Linked DNA regions of Mus musculus: region 2 is linked to region 1. The links are chromatin contacts, called in public Hi-C maps. All regions are on one chromosome and are shown on one strand. The core of a region is the stretch at or near the end of the contact, and the rest is flanking DNA. Distances in the headings are between cores, read along the strand shown. Region 1 overlaps Baz2b (bromodomain adjacent to zinc finger domain, 2B). Region 2 overlaps Pla2r1 (phospholipase A2 receptor 1).

Region 1 (3,703 bases), core at 620-3,119:
CATGGCATTAAACATGGGTTTGAAGGATTTAAGCTAAAGCCCTCACGCTTGCACAGCAAATGCTTGTGCCCTGAGCCATCTTCCCAAACCCTAATTTTTGTTCTCATTAATGAAGAATGAAATGTCACTTTGGGCTTTTCCTAGTGCCCAGGGAAACGAATCATTTCTTTGTAATCTCAGAATGTATCCACAAAGTAACACAGTATTTTATGTCTTTTCTCCGTTTTTTAATTAGACAGTTAATATTCTCAGTACTGACTTGTGTCCTTCTTTTATAGCCTAGATATTCAAATACGTCATCAAACACCTCCTCACTGCACCCCATTATCACCTTTTAAAACCAATTCCTATTATTTTTTTAGCTCGCTGGTCAGATTGCTGCTGTCGTTCATCATCTGCATGCTACAGCACCACGGCAGGGCACAGGGAGCCCACCATTGGCCACACTCCTAAAGAAAACACTCTCCTTTCAGCAGTAGCTAGCTAGCGACTGCCAATAACCCTCAGCTAGGAGCAGGGACTTGGGAACCCCTCCCCACTCCATGCTGGACCTTTTATCATTGTGATAGGATCTTCTGCAAAGTGAATGTCTTCACCTTTGATGAGACCCTATTTACTGAGTGGTTCCCTATAGAGCTAACATATTTTTGTGTGAATCATAAATGAGAATTCATACTCAAGTTTGGGCTCCTTAATTTTCCAGTTTTCCTTTCAAAACTTCAGTTATATATCTTTTAAACATTTTTCTGAGGCTTTTAAAAAATGGTCTATTTATTTTTATTTTATGTGCACTGGTGTTATGTGCATGTATGTCTATGAGAGGGAATCAGGTCCTAGAATTACAGTTTGCTGTGAACTGCCATGTGAGTGATAGGAATTGAACCCAGATTCTCTGGAAGAGCAGTCACCCCCTCAACTGCTGAGCCATCTTCCCAACTCTATCCATTTTAATCTATAGTCCTAACAGTTTTATGAGTAAAGAAATAGAATGGAATAGGTCTTTCCATCAGAATTTGTTCCACTACCGAACAAATCTCAACTCTGCAGTATCTGCTTATGGGATCAGACATTGGACACGATATGAAGTGGACTGTATGAAAGGGGGGAGAGCAGTGCTCCCCACTCTGATAAGATTTATCCGGGAGTGCCTGATTTCCCCAGAAAGATCTTGAATATTCCTGCAGATGATATCTACTCTGAACTTTTTTTTGGGGGGGTTGTTTTGTTTGTTTTTCAGGACATGGTGTCTTTCTCTGTGTGGCCCTGGATGACCTGGAACTCTCTCTGTAGATCAGGTTAGCCTTGAACTCAGAGATCTGCCTGTCTCTACTTCCTGAAGTGTGAACTGTCCAACATCTGAACGTTTAAAAATAAAAAAATCAGCCTGATGCAGTGGTAGACACTTTAATCCAAGCACTCAGGAGGCAGAGGCAGGCAGATTTCCATGAGTTCCAAGATGGCCAGAGCAACAAACACAGTGACACCCTGTCTCAAAAAAACAAGGCTCAGGACTCAGGAGGCAGAGGGAGGGGGATCTGTTTGTTCAAGGCCAGCCTAGTCTGCAAATCAAGTCTAGAACAGCCAAGTCTAGAACAGCCAAGGCTGTTACACAGAGAAGCCCTGTCTCGAAAACTGAACTTAAAAAAAAAAAAAAAAACCTGCATGTGCATCACCTACTTTAAAACAGTTAAATGATTCTAAACGTAGGGAGTGGTGAGTACTGGAAGCTGAGGCAGAAGTTCAGATAAAAGGAACAGTTTATGAAAGATTTCATGAGCGTCCACAATGCCAGCAGTCAGTACAGGAGTTTCGGCAGGAGAGTGACCTAGTTAGCTCTGTGCTATCAGTTAAAGCAACACTGAGAGATGGATGAACAGCGCTCAGCAAGAGGCATCAGGCTCTCAGCTTATTGCCACAGGCACAATGAGACATCATGCCATCCTCCAAGAATACTTAGGCTTTCAGCTTGAGAGTAGGAGCTCAGGTCTGGCCTCAGCACTGGAGAGATTGAGGCAGGAAGATCTCAAAGGCAGTCTGGACTAGAGAACAAGACCTTGGCGCGAGCGCGCGCACACACACACACACACACACACACACACACACACACAGGATTTAAATATCATAGAGAAGAATATACTTGGAAAATATTTAGAAAGAAAAGGAAGGAATCGTGAAAAAAAGATGAATGTTTAAATAGAAGAACAGGCTCCAAGAGCTGCCAAGAAAAAGCAAAGTCACTGTGCAAGACCAAGTTTTGGGAAATACAGTACTAACCTGTAGTTAGTCTCTAGTACCACCTAGGGTGCGTCTACCACAGCATGTACGATGCATTTATAAGATATCCTTTGAAGGGTCAAACATGTTGTAAATTCTCAAACACAGAGATGCCCAGGGACAGCTGCTACATGAAAGAAGCCTCTTCTACAATGCTGCTTTCCACTTCCCCTTCCTTCGCAGCTCTTCTCTTCCTTCCTAGCTCCCTCCCTCTAGTTCTCCTTGGTTTTGAGACAGAATCCTAGGCTCAAACTCAGAATATTCTGATCAGAGCTTTCCAAACTGCCTTTACCAGAATGTAATGTGTGCCTGGCCTAATTTAACTCTCCCAGCTTTACTTAACCATGGAAACTTCGCTTTATTTAATGCTCCATACAACCAATGTTCTAACAAAATTACTTTGGAAAACACTGGTTGGACAACAAGAATCAGGTAGGACGGCTCATGCCTGTAAATGAAGCATTAAAGAGGCAGGAGGACATCATGAATTTGAAGCCAGCCTATGCTACAAAAATGAGTTATGGGCCAGCTAAAGCAACAATGCAAAATGTTGTCTTAAAAACTTAACAACAAAAAGACCCAAATAATATAAAAGCTCTCTGACTCCCTTTTTACTTTGCTGGACACTCACAGAACTCCATCTGTGCTGGTTCGCTGGTCCTCCTTGGAACGCACCAAATATTCGCCTTTGGGACTGCAACTAAACCACTTTCTGGTTAGAAAAGCCTTAGGAGAGTGCTCTTTAACTCCCCTGAACTTCAGTCGAGAGACCTGGCTGGTAAGAAGGTGTGTCCCTGTGTTTTCAATTGTTAAAAGAGCTAAGTGGGGCAGGATTTTGGTATTGTCATTTCTACAGACCCATCTCAGGTTTTCTATATGTAAAAGATAAGAAGAAAGCTGCCATTGGAAAGGTCAAACAGCTCAGTGCCCAAGGCCAACCCTAAGAGACATCAAAAGTTGTGTTGCTGCTGACTGGTTTGGACTAGAATGTGGGTTCAGGGGCGGGACTTCTAGGCAGACGATGAAGGAAACGGAAGGCCTAAGGAGCTGAATCCGGTAGTGAGAACTTAAGTCAAGAACTTAAGTTAGTAGCTCGCTGAGAGACTGCCCCAGCAAAAGGCCAACTGCTTTAAAACAGATACAACTCTCCTGGTCTTAGTTAAACCTTACAAGGCTCCTCGAAAGCCCCCAACACACTCACAGCCATGAACTCACTTTATTTCTCTTCACAGTGCTGACTGTCCCCCAGCAAATTAAACCTTATCTTGCCTTTTACCCACAGAATAAGTCACGTGAGTCTTTGTGTAGTCCTCTCCTCTTTAACCTTACCACTATCTATAAATAGCTACTTACTAATCAGCTGTTGAATAATGCAGTTACTATCATTTAAACTGTCTGAGTATAATGATAGCAACAGGTGAAACTGCCA
Region 2 (3,703 bases), core at 757-3,256, 370 kb after region 1:
TCTGTCCTTCTTTGTTCCAGCTCTCTACACTCCTCCTCCTCCTTCAGAGCCCAGCGTCTCATTTCTCTGAAGCCTTACCCAGGAGCCCAGAGGCACTCTAACCTTCCTTCTTCCAAAACGAGACTCTAGGAATAGTCTGATTATCATAAACGCCAATGGTCCTCATGGTACGCTAGCTGAGGAGCCTCCGCTGCTGTTTTCAAATGGCTAGAATTTTCTGGTTTCACGTTCTAAAACCAATTTCTATTGCCGTAAACCGTATTGCTCACCATGGACTCAAATATGACCTTCTTGGCAAAGTCTACTCACAAGGCAGAATTATACCTACTTCTCCGTAACAAATACACCAAATAAACAGAGGATATTTCCTACGACCAAAGATGACCCTACACTTTCTCCTAGCATGGCACAGCTCTTTTTGGTGTAAACTGCATGTCTTATTTCATCTATATGATTAATGATTTCCCCCCCTTCATCTTAGAGGAGCTGAGATGTTCTGACGTGTGTGATGTGGAGCAAGATGACGGTGCCAGAATCTATCTGAAAAACTCTCTGATATGGCGGGTCGGCATTAACCAGGGTCAATATGAAGAAATTCTTTCTCCTTTCACACACCTGCTTCCATTTTACATATGAACCCCTTTTTGTCCTCGCATGGGGTAAAGTGCCATATTCCTTCCGGGATCCTCAGGACAACACACGGATGTGGCTTGAGGTGGTCCATGTCTGGCTTCCGAAGGCCCCAGTTGGACTGCTCTGTGGGTGTTCCGTCAAACCACCTTAAGGTTTTGTCTGTGGGAAAAAAAATGCTGGCTTGTTATGAATGAAGTGCATGATTAACAGTCTAAGACTGGGATCAGTCCTTAAAGCAGCCTCCAAATTTAAGGAGGCACATTTAATTCCATGAGTATATTCATGAACAAAACATCAAAAAAGATACGTATCCAGCCAGGCGGTCACATAGAAAGTAAAATTAATGTATAGAAAATCCCTTGAAATTCTAACATCAACACCATAGCAAGAAGGTTCATTTCCTAAAGCCATTCTTATACGGGAAGTGATTCAGTGGGAAAATTCAGCCCATACATAGTTAATACGGTGTGTGCGTGTGTGCGTGTGTGAAAGTATGTGTGTATGTGTGATATGTGTGTGTGTGTAAGTATGTGTGCGTGTGTAAGTGTGTGTGTGTGTGTATGTGTGTGTGTGTGTGTGTGTGTATGTGTGTGTGTGTGTAAGTATGTGTGTGTGTGTGTGTGTGTGTGTGGTGTGTGTGTGTGGTGTGTGTGGTGTGTTGCACTGTCTGAAAAGAATTTATAACTAACAACAAAGTGAACTGCAAGTTGGCTTGCCTTTGGTTATCGCCATCGGCTAGAAATTCAAACAATGTCCAGGATTAAAATACCCCTTGCGAGGAGGGTCTCCATACCCACCATCCTGCACCACTGTGACACACTCTCTATGCCAATTAAAATACTTTTCTTTACAAGTACTTTTCAATAACATCAGTGTACTGGCTAGTTTTGTGTCAACTTGACCCAGCTGGAGTTATCACAGAGAAAGGAGCTTTAGTTGGGGAAATGCCTCCATGAGATCCAACTGTAAGGCATTCTCTCAATTAGTGATCAAGGGGGAAAGGCCCATTGTGGGTGGGACCATCTCTGGGCTGGTAGTCTTGGGTTCTATAAGAGAGCAGGCAGAGCAAGTCAGGGGAAGCAAGCCAGTAAGGAACATCCCTCCATGGCCTCTGCATCAGCTCCTGCTTCCTGACCTGCTTGAGTTCCAGTCCTGACTTCCTTGGTGATGAACAGCAGTGTGGAAGTGTAAGCTGAATAAACCCTTTCCTCTCCAACTTGCTTCTTGGTCATGATGTTTGTGCAGGAATAGAAACCCTGACCAAGACAATCAGTTACATAAAGAATAGTGTGCCTCCGATTATACACACTGGTGTCTATAAGGATTCAAAAAGCACAGCTGTTCACTGAAACAGCTCCCCCATCCTGTTGTGGTTTATACCGAACGCTTGAGAAAGTGGGGTGTTTTCAGGTCAACGTGTCTTGCCTTTGTATGACTAAGCCCGGGGACAGAGCTGGAACTAGCAGCTTCAGTGTCCCAGTGAAGGTTAACTTGTCCGTTTGTTTTGTTTGGAGGTGTGGCTTTAGGGTTCACACTATATTTTCACAGCAATTGTGTTCAAGAGGCATCCTGGGGCTCCCAGAGGCCTTCAGGACTGCGTGTTTACTTGCGCCTCCTCTGCACCCATGGCACTTACTGTTATTATCAAACTGAGCATTCAACCAAACCATCTGCACAGAAGACCCAAACGCAAGAAGCTCTTCCAGGAGAAATGAATTTTCAGCCGCATCCCTGATTGCCAACAGATTAGATCCTGTAAAAGGGACAAGCAGCCAATAAGCAAGGTAAAGGGGACTCAGAAATGTTTCTGGGCCCTGATTCCTGAAGCCCTGGCTTTGAAAAACAATCGTTCGGTTACTCAACACACGGTTTCCCTTCCTACTACTGGGGCTGGAACTCCAGGGCCTTGCCATGCTAGGCAGGAGCTCTAAGGATGATCTGGAGCCCCAACTCCTGGTTTTTATTGTTAAAAAGTGATTGAGTAGATGATGAGCCACTAAAGTGCCTGCTGCAGAAACCCAAGGACCCAAGGACCCAAGGCTGCCGCCTCAGGACTGAGGTAAAGATCAGAGGTGGAGAGGCAGAGACAGAGGGGTCCAGTAGGGCTCACTGGCCAGGTTCAGTGAGAGACTTGGTCTCAAATATACAGAATGGAGTGTGGTTGAGAAAGACACCTGATATCATCACACACACACACACACACAAATTCAAGGTGATTAAAAACAAAACAAATAAAATCAAAGTCCCACTATGTGCCCCTGGCTAGCTTGAAACTCACTATGTAGACCTTGCCCTTAAGCGCATACCGATCTTTCCCTGCCTCCTGAGGACTAGGATTAAAGGCCCCACGTCACCACACCCACCTACAATGTGATGTTTGATTTAAGTATAAAAGTGTACAAAGCTTTCATTTAAAAGTTAAAATACTGATTAGCCAGTTTAGAGAACATTAAAATTTCACAACGCGCATGGCTTCAGAAGAATTTTGTAGGAAAGCTCTACACCGAGGCACACTCTTGGGTTTTCAAAGTCTGCACTGGGACTTGAACTGCCTATAATAGTTGTCCCCCTAATAAGCAAATTCAATAGTTTTTTTATTTTTTATTTTTTATTTTTTCAGTAGTCCTCGTGGCCCCTAAAGTCCCTGGATAATCAGCCTGCGAGAAAGCACACTGTTTACTGAGCTGCTGAGAGGACATGCAAGTATGTTAGCCCCACAGAAGAATTACCTTCACTTTTGCAAAATTCATGAGCATCTTCAAAACTCCTGCTGTCCAGGACTGTGGAAAAACTGTAGCAGTTACCTTTAAATTTTATCCAGGGAACTGATGTTTCTGAGCACAGCCCTGGGTGCTCAAATGCCTTTGTTTCTATGAAGAAAAAACGGGTATGGTTTCAGGCTGGTGTCTGGGCTCGTAGACCGAGATAACCCTTATTTTCCATTCCATGAAAGGCCATGCATAACCAATGTGCACATGAGGTTTTCATCAGAAGACCCCAAAGGCTGGATTTGATGCTGATGGTTACAGACTAGGGTTAACCCTAGTTCTTGCATTTCTGTTAGCAAACT

The links. A called contact is a pair of places that touch in the nucleus more often than the background predicts.
Region 2: a contact with region 1 is called in a Hi-C map of the P5424 cell line, with 3 times the contacts expected there. The contact joins two enhancer-like sites. A contact is called at or near these places in 1 of 39 promoter capture datasets (stem cell-derived epiblast-like cells), 2 of 15 datasets of contacts at CTCF or cohesin (CD8 T cells and large pre-B cells), 38 of 484 Hi-C or Micro-C datasets (the Ba/F3 cell line, CD4 T cells, the G1E-ER4 cell line and 14 more), 9 of 115 datasets of contacts at active chromatin or transcription factors (acute myeloid leukemia and embryonic stem cells) and 1 of 9 other capture datasets (embryonic stem cells).

What each region holds. Positions count from the first base shown.
Region 1 is chr2:60,047,657-60,051,359 of GRCm38.p6, forward strand. The region is part of intron 2 of Baz2b (bromodomain adjacent to zinc finger domain, 2B); the gene reads right to left. Among named protein-coding and RNA genes, the nearest start is that of Gm13572, 12 kb to the left of the region's middle. Within about 2 kb of position 1,870, at least 22 of the 459 cell types and tissues checked have an H3K27ac peak or open chromatin away from gene starts, as enhancers often do. A contact at or near this core is called in the P5424 cell line, where this site is marked.
Region 2 is chr2:60,421,990-60,425,692 of GRCm38.p6, forward strand. It overlaps Pla2r1 (phospholipase A2 receptor 1), which reads right to left. Exons shown (of 30, transcript NM_008867.2): 26 at 3,363-3,503; 27 at 2,270-2,386; 28 at 616-792. Among named protein-coding and RNA genes, the nearest start is that of Gm13580, 12 kb to the left of the region's middle. Within about 2 kb of position 2,007, at least 11 of the 459 cell types and tissues checked have an H3K27ac peak or open chromatin away from gene starts, as enhancers often do. A contact at or near this core is called in the P5424 cell line, where this site is marked.